3 separate regions of the Mus musculus genome follow, and regions 2 and 3 are each linked to region 1. Evidence: chromatin contacts called from public ChIA-PET and HiChIP or PLAC-seq data. All regions are on one chromosome and are shown on one strand. Each heading gives the region's core, a stretch centred on a gene start, on an enhancer-like site or on the middle of the called end of the contact. The rest is flanking DNA. Distances are from core to core; before and after follow the strand shown.

Region 1 (2,700 bases), core at 132-2,631:
AATTGCACTTTGATATCTGCAGCAGTGTGCAATCTGCATTCAAATGAGATAAACCATATATCACAATATTGTGAAATTAAGATAAACGAAACCTAACGAGGGCAAAAATTGTAAAATTCTAGTGTCCTCACTTAAACACGTATGATCAACTACGCGGCAAGTTACTAAATGTATTTTACTTTTCAAACAAGTTATATGCTCCACCATTCCGCAGTTTATAGAATCCTTGTCAACAAAAGTCGGCGGGGGAGGGGGTTAAGGAACAACTCAAACGGCAAAGGTTTAAATAAATAAAAGGTGGAATTTCTAATTGACTTGGAGTTGTTGGTGGTTTTTTTTAATCTTGACTATATGACCCTCAATTCACGCTTTTTATTAAAATACATCAGGTCCTGCCCCATGTTCCAGAGTTCCCAGAGAAATTACGAGCTCGGAAAAGGTGACTGTAAATCTTTTTTTTTTTTTCTTTTTTCTTTTTTTTTTCCCCCTTTTAGTCACAGACCCCATTTAAACCGAGCAGTTGAAAGCGCCCGGAAATCTACACTTACACAATATCTGACATCGCCCGAGGCGAATTCACGAAGTTTCTTGGGGGTGGGGAACGAAGAGGAAGCGTCCCTGGTGATAAAGTGCAGACGCTCGGTATTTAGAAGTGGTTAACGTATCTCACAGCCCAAATCGGGAGACCCCGCCGGTTCCGAGACCCGCACGGGCCCGCAGTTCGAGACCCGGTCGCCGCCCAGACGGCTGTCGCCGCTCGCCCGGGCCCGCCGCCGGGGGAAAGCTCCGCCGCGCGCCCCACCCCACCGGTAAACAGCAACTCCCCGAGCGCCGCGGCCGCCTCAGCCTCCGCCCCCGCCAGCGCCGCGCACCATTTTCTGAGAGGAAGTGTGGGGAGTCCGGCCCGGCACCCCGGCCCTGGCTCGTCTCTGCTTCCCGAAGGCGCCCCGAGGCTGCGAGGGGCGGACGTGACGGGGGCGCCGCGCGCAGGAAGCGGAGACCGCGGCGGACAGACCCCCGCGCTCCCAAGGTCCCTGCCGTCGGGCTTAGCCCCGGGCCGCTCCTCCGCTAGCCGGCGTCGCGCCCTGCTCCCCGGCCTCGGCGGGACGCGTCGCCGAGAGGAAACGAGGCCAGCGCAGCCCCGGAACGGCCACCCGGCACTTACCCATCCATGGCCCAGATGGAGGAGCGCGTTGTGCGGGGATTGACGGGCTCACCGCGGGCGGAGAAAGCGGGCGGCGGCTCCGGGAAACCAGCGAGCGGAGCCGCTCCGCAGCTCCGGCCGGTCAGAGGTGGAAGGAAGAGTGGGAAACAGGGGCGGGGACCGGGCACGCTCTCGCCAGCGCCGCGCCCCCGCCCTCCCGGCCCGCGAGCGCGTTCCCGCCTCGCCTGGCCCCGCCCCCTCGGCGTCGACGCCCTCCCGGGGCTCGGCTGGACTCCAGGGCGCCCTCTTCCCGCCTTCGCCTCTTTGCCCCGCCCCGACACCACCACCCCCGCCCATGCCTCCGCGCGCGTGCGCGCCCCCCGCCCAGCGTCGCGCCTGCGTTCGCGGGAACGCGCGCCTTGTGCTTCCCGCTTCGCGACTCGCCCTCCTACAAGCCCGCGGGCCTTCCGGCTCCCGGGACTCAGGCTTAGGGCCCTGAACGGTGCTGGCTAGAAAAGCCTGGGGACCCCAGGGAACTTTTGAAGCAGAGCAGAGTTACTACTGGCGGGCGACACTGCTGGCAGCACGGCAGGGGACCCGCGCGACGTCCACGGGGCAGGGGTGGACAGTGGTCTTTCCGGACCTGAGAGCAGCGACGGTAGCCTGTCCGCCAGACCCTGACCTCCGAGACCTGCACTGGACGGATAGGTGTGGTTGGGAAAGAAATGAAGTAGATGAGACTGCCCAGGACTGAAGTCCATCTTCACTTTCACACGGTTTTAATCTGAGTGCTTTTCTACCCAACAATCAAATACTAAAAGAAACTTTCATTGCATAGCTATTTAATGGCCATTACAATGCCAGTATTTTATAAGTTTATTTATTCATCCTTCCGCGGGGCGGGGCTGGGGGAGCCTGATTGGAAAGGATTAATGTTTTCCCAGGTACGCGAGAGATCTCCGAAATTTCACAGCCAGAAAATGTTTTGTTTGCACCAAAACCCTTTCCTCTAGTATGAGCAAAACCAAGTTACACGTAAAACGTAAAACAGCTATTTAGTACATATAATGTGTATAACTAGTGAGAACACACGTTCCCCCTCTTTCAAAGCACATCTACTTCTGAACGAACGGAATGCTTTTTCAATTCACAGATCATTGAAATTTGAGCCATTTAAGCCATGTCTTCAAAGTCTGCCCACACCATTTCAAAGGAAGTAACAACTTCAATCTCTTTCCTGATTACCTACTTTAAAATAAGTAGACACTTCTTTAAAAAAAAAAAAAAAAAAAAGTATAACCAGCTTGCAATTCAGGAAGGTCATTTTTAAAGAAATTTCAGTTCCCCTTTTCAAGAAGATGTCAAAAAACATTTTGTATGTTAAATCTAAACATTAAGTTTAGAAACATTTCCACCCTACATTGCCACATGGGATTTTAAAATAGCAACTTGGTATATAGGCACATAACTGTGCCTATAATTCCTACCTGAGTTTAAGGCTACCTTGAGCTACATAGTATGTTTCAGGCCATCCTAGGTCACAGAAAAATAAAGTA
Region 2 (2,700 bases), core at 26-2,525, 230 kb before region 1:
GAGCAAGTCCAGGACAACTATGGTTACACAGAGAAACCTTGTCTCAAAACAAAACAAACAAACAAAAGCAGAGAGAGAGAGAGAGAGAGAGAGAGAGAGAGAGAGAGAGAGAGAGAGAGAGAAACACCGAGGAACAGAGACAGAGACAAGGAGGGAATATAGCGTTGGAGATAAAGGGGTTAAAGAGATTCTGGTACTTTTATGCTCTGAACACTTCTCCAGTTTTGGTTATCAGTATTTTCCTCACCTATTTCCTCCACACTTTAGTCTTTGATGAATGAAAATGCTGAACTGAAGGACCGTGGACTGGAGTCCATGCTGTGTGAGCTGTGGATTTGCTCATCAGGAGTTACTCCTTAGCTAGCTGATGTCGGTTTTGCATTGTTCTCCAGCCCATTCCTAGGCCTATCTACCGCCCTCATATCGCACACTCTGTCCACAGCGGTACTGTTAACTGTTAGCAGAAGTCAAAATACACTGCTTTCTGTCCTACTTCCTTGGCCAATGAGTGAGTCTGTGAGAGGAGAAAAGGGGAGACACCCGGGGCCCCTCATGCTCCACACTGACTCATTAGAGATGCTGTCACTGTTGCTATGCATGAGAGCCAAGCCATCACTTGGGCTGGCCCTGACTTCAAGCTACCTTCAGAATGGTGGCGCCCTCTTTGTACAAAGTCCTTGTTTACTGCTCAGCCCTAGCCTTCTCTTCCAGGTCTCACAAAGGTCGCTGGCAGTTGTTTATCTGGCTTAGTTGGAAATTGTGTGACTCCGCTGAACTTTAAACAGGTGGGAAGATACTGACACTCCTCACACTGCAGCAAGACAGAAGCAAATAGGAGCTGAGGACGCCAACTTTCCCCTGACCCATCCACTAGCAGCACCCACCTCCTCAGTGAGACATGCTATCCCTTGCGCTAGACATTACTATTGAAAGTCAGTGTTAAAAAGTAACCTTTAGGCTGATGAGACGGAGGAGCACAGGCTGCTCTTCTCCACTAGTGGAATTCAGTTCCCAGAACCCCTGCTAACCAGCAGCTCAGGACCACCTGTAATGACAGCTCCAGAGGACCTGACACTCCATTCTGGCCTCTGAAGGCACTGCTCCTATATGGCATACACTCACACAGACACCGTCACATACACAGATATAAAAGAAATAAGAAAGTGCCCTTTATTTTGCATAGCATCCTTGGATTTTGGCTCCCAGCACGGGTTTCCAGTCCTTGGCTACAGGTCTTTCTCGGTTTGCTAATCATACAACCTCAAAGTCTACAGCAGCGCTCATGGGTGTGGCTGTACAGTTTCATCCTCTGCGAATGCCTAATAAAATTTACAAGTGGCCACTCTGAATGATAGGCTTTTTATGGTCTTGCCATTCTCGGGCTCCCCTCCCTTCCAGTCTCATGCTGTGGGGCCTTTTATTTTCCCTCTGAATCATCTGCAGAATATTCTCTTAGAAACTCATGTGCTGTTAGTCATTCTTAGAGAAAGTAAATACACTTGAACTATAGCCCTCCTCTCTGCAGAGACTCTGCTTGGGAGCAAACGCAGCTTCTCTTTAATCTTTTACTGATAGAAAGACCACAGGTGTTGAAGAGGAAGTTAGACCCTGTGACAATCTTGACGACTTCCTCTGGGTGTGGGCATTATGTACACAGGTATGGTCATTTCCTGAAAGCAACTGTTGCCATCCAATGGTAGAAATAAATTAATGCCATGATTCAGTCTGGCTTGGGACACATCCAGAGAGCAGTTGGTACATTCATTTGAACACAGAAGAATAAGTAATGATTTAGTGTGTTCTTTTTTTTTCTGTTATTCTTTTTTTTAAAATATTTATTTATTTTATGTATACGAATACACTGTAGTTGTCTTCAGACACGCCAGACGAAGGCGTCAGATCACATTGCAGATGGTTGTGAGCCACCATGTGGTTGCTGGGATTTGAACTCAGGACCTTCGGAAGAGCAGTCAGTGCTCTTAACCACTGAGCCATCTCTCCAGACCTTTCTGTGTTATTCTTATCTGACTTCTCCACCATGGGCAACACAGAAAAGCGGGGCAAAGGAGGCGATAGATGCAGAGGTAATGTTTGATAAATGCTGAATTCATTTTATTGTAATCTCACACACTGCTCAGCTACAAGCCCACCCATTAGCTCAGTCCTGTGGTTCCCGGTTTAGGCACACTGTGACGGGTTCTCTGCTCAGCACCATCACCGTGTGTTAGTGGCTCACCCTCCCATCTGAAGGCTCTGGGGAAGAAGGCTTCAGAGTTTGTCCCCACTGTCAGCTTAATTCAGTCCCTTGAAGTCGCAGAACTTGGTCCACATTTCCTTATGGTCTATCAGCGAGGTCTGTCTCTGAGCTCCTGCCGACCACCTGCATTCCTTGCTATGTGGCTTTTCAAAGCTAGCAGAATATTTCCAGTGTCAAATATGGCCCACCCCTAGGATCTTCAAGACTTAAGTTCTGACCTGTAGACCCAAGTTTAAGGGTTTGTGTGACAGGTCAGGCTTATTGGAAGAATCTCCTTGCTGAAGGCTGCATCCTCAGAGTGCATTCTCCACAGCGTCACTTAGAACAGTCTTTGACTGACTAACCAGATAAAGGTGAATGCGGGGGAGTGGGGAGGAGAGGGAGAGGGAGAGAGTGACAGAGACAGAGAGACAGAGAGAGACAGAGAGATTCCCAATATCCCT
Region 3 (2,700 bases), core at 172-2,671, 250 kb before region 1:
CCAATGTGGGTTTTAAGTAGCTTCTTCAGAAGTATGGGCTCTGTACGGCTTATCTTATTCACATGGGTAGGCAAGAGCTGCAGGCCAGTGGATCTGAAGACATAAAGAATCCAAGCTGTGTATAAAGGGCCACATGTCTGGGTTTTTTGGTGGTCAGAAATTCTGACAAACAGATTCTCCTTCTAGATGACCTTCTACCTAAACTACGCAAAGCTTGATTCATCTTCCCCCACCATTTGTTAAGGTGTTTATGAGTGATTTAGGCGGACGACCTGATTATTAGTGACTGCCTTAGGAGCTACCAGCAAGAGACCCGGGTGGATCAGAAACTCACATGTAGCAGCTTTCCAACCACAATGATTAAAACCAGAAACCCAGTAGATAAATGAAACATTGCCTCTTTACCTCTCCATGGAGGTGCCCCACTGTGGCTGCTCTGAATGTCCGACTCCCTCCTTGAAGATTGCTCTCCTAGTCTGGAGTACCCCCTGCCTTTCTTTTTCGCTGTTCTATGAGTGAAATCTTCTGAACTATCCTCCCTAAGTTGTATCTTTTTGGAAAATAGATACAAGCAATTTGCCACATGCTCTTAGTTTGTAGAAGAAATGTCTAACCAGCCACATTTTAATGGAATACATTTTATGTCCATATATGTTCTCGCCATATACAGAGAAACAGAGACAGGTTTTTTGAGGCTATAATGCTGGTGCCCATTTGTGGCTCATAGAGAAGTTCTGAAGGCAATTAATTACTAAAAAGGGGATCTCTCAAGATCTTTTGCAGTAGTGCTTAGTCTTTCCAAGTGACTACTTAAACGACAAATACAACTTAAGTGGATATCTAGCGTGCCTGAAGACAATGTTTCATTAGTCATAATGCCCCACTTCCTTTCTGTCCTCTTGCTGACCATTGAGCCCAGGTTCCTCCTTACCCAGGCCAGGCAAGCATTCCACCACTGAACTTGGGCCTGGCCACATGTTCTGTCTTTAAATGTTCTTTTGAAAGGTTTGATAAGCAACTGTCTCCTCCCCTTTCCTACCTCCCAGCACTGAGGCAATCCAATGAATCACCATATTGCTTCTGCATTCCTAATATCTCCCCTATTTCCTCTCTTGGCCCTCGATTTCAGTCTTTAACACCCCCTTTCTTTGTGCTTTTGTTCATACTCTTATGTGAACCCACACATTAATACACACTGCCTCTGGTTTCCCTTAGAGTCTCAGACAGGCTAACCTCTACCAGTCCCTCAGTGTCAGCTCCGACCCTGCCTACGGTGGTCTCCAGCTGTGAATCTCTCCATCATACTTTGTGTTATTCTACCCCACCCACAGGGTAATAATCCCATCCCTGGAGAGGGAGGATGAGATGCAGATTGACTAATGTAAAATAAAGATTAGACTGATTTCCCAGTCACAAGGAGTCATAATGAAAGTAAATGACATCATCGGTTTGTTTTGATCAGTTACAGGGCCAATTTGCTAAGGATGAGTGTAAAATTAACAAACAAAACAAACCCCAAACAGCTGACTTTTAAACTTTCAGTCTAACTGGGAACTGTCCTGGGAGACAGCACGGTAGTACATGTGTGTGGTCAGGAGGCCATAGCAGGACGGTTGTGAGTCTGAGGCTAGCTTGGGCTACGTGGCAAATTCCAGGGCAAGCTGAGCTTAGTAGTGACATGGAAGCCCCTGGTGCCACCAGTGAATGAGAGACACACATCTGGTCTTCATTAGGGTGTAAGAAAAGGAGCACCAAAGGGAGGTAGGTGGTCAACTGTCTGCCATCAATTCCAAACAAGAACGTCAGGCTAGGCATGCATGCCTTTAATCCCAGCACTCAGGAGGCAAAGGCAAGCAGATCTCTGTAAGTTTCAGCCAGCCTGGTCTACAAAGAGATTTGCAGGACAGCCAGGGCTACACAGAGAAACCCTGTCTCAAAAAAAAAAAAAAGAAAGAAAGAAAGAAAGGAAGGAAGGAAGGAAGGAAGGAAGGAAGGAAGGAGAGAAGGAAGGAAGGAAGGAAGGAAGAAAGAAAGAAAGAAAGAAAGAAAGAAAGAAAGAAAGAAAGAAAGAAAGAAAGAAAGAGAGAAAGAAAGAGACAGGAAAAGAAAGAGAGAGAGAGAGAGAGAAAGAAAGAAAGAAAGAAAGAAAGAAAGAAAGAAAGAAAGAAAGAAAGAAAGAGAGAAAGAGAGAAAGAAAAAGGAGAGTATGAAGACATAAAAGAAAAGAACCAGGTATCTGGTAGCAGAAAGGGTGGAGAAACCCCTGTGTGACTCAGGGTAAAAAACCAGCAGCTGTTCTTTGTGGCACCTTGTTTAGGGGCTCATCTCTCACCTCTATTCTATACCCTCCCAACCCCCGTTCTCACAGTTGTCACATCACTTTGCTTTCATTGATACAAGAAAGAGACAGATGAAGCCAAAGCTCCAGGTCACAATGTTTTCTGTCCTCTAGCAAAACTCAGAGATGGGACTTCTGTCAAACTAAAGTTTTTACACACAAACCAACAAAATGATAAGGACAATCCAGGGATGGGAGGAAATAGTCAAAAACCATAAGCCCAATAGAGTTTACTATTCAAAGTCTGTATAAGGAACTCAACAACAGGGGATCTGGTTGTTCTTCAGACACACACACAAACACAGACAGTCAGACAGACAGATACAGAGACAGTCAAACAGACAGACAGACACCCAAAACCC

What was found. ChIA-PET counts read pairs in DNA pulled down with a chosen protein or histone mark. HiChIP or PLAC-seq counts read pairs in DNA pulled down with a chosen protein or histone mark.
Region 2: a contact with region 1 is called in a FOXA1 HiChIP or PLAC-seq map of pancreatic cancer cells. The contact joins the enhancer-like site here to the promoter of Ptbp3 in region 1. A contact is called at or near these places in 4 of 39 promoter capture datasets (the C10 cell line, cranial neural crest, liver and 1 more), 2 of 484 Hi-C or Micro-C datasets (both in liver), 2 of 115 datasets of contacts at active chromatin or transcription factors (embryonic stem cells and pancreatic cancer cells) and 2 of 9 other capture datasets (adipose tissue and liver).
Region 3: a contact with region 1 is called in an RNA polymerase II ChIA-PET map of memory CD8 T cells, with 27 read pairs. The contact joins the enhancer-like site here to the promoter of Ptbp3 in region 1. A contact is called at or near these places in 4 of 39 promoter capture datasets (the C10 cell line, hematopoietic stem and progenitor cells, liver and 1 more), 4 of 115 datasets of contacts at active chromatin or transcription factors (effector CD8 T cells, extraembryonic endoderm stem cells, memory CD8 T cells and 1 more) and 1 of 9 other capture datasets (liver).

Annotation. Positions count from the first base shown.
Region 1 is chr4:59,547,983-59,550,682 of GRCm38.p6, forward strand. Ptbp3 (polypyrimidine tract binding protein 3) reads right to left here and starts at 1,382. Exons shown (of 14, transcript NM_178164.3): 1 at 1,166-1,382.
Region 2 is chr4:59,318,181-59,320,880 of GRCm38.p6, forward strand. All of the region lies in intron 15 of Susd1 (sushi domain containing 1), which reads right to left. Among named protein-coding and RNA genes, the nearest start is that of Gm35578, 38 kb to the left of the region's middle. Within about 2 kb of position 1,276, at least 100 of the 459 cell types and tissues checked have an H3K27ac peak or open chromatin away from gene starts, as enhancers often do. A contact at or near this core is called in liver and pancreatic cancer cells, where this site is marked.
Region 3 is chr4:59,293,875-59,296,574 of GRCm38.p6, forward strand. No RefSeq gene overlaps it. Among named protein-coding and RNA genes, the nearest start is that of Gm35578, 14 kb to the left of the region's middle. Within about 2 kb of position 1,422, at least 21 of the 459 cell types and tissues checked have an H3K27ac peak or open chromatin away from gene starts, as enhancers often do. A contact at or near this core is called in memory CD8 T cells, where this site is marked.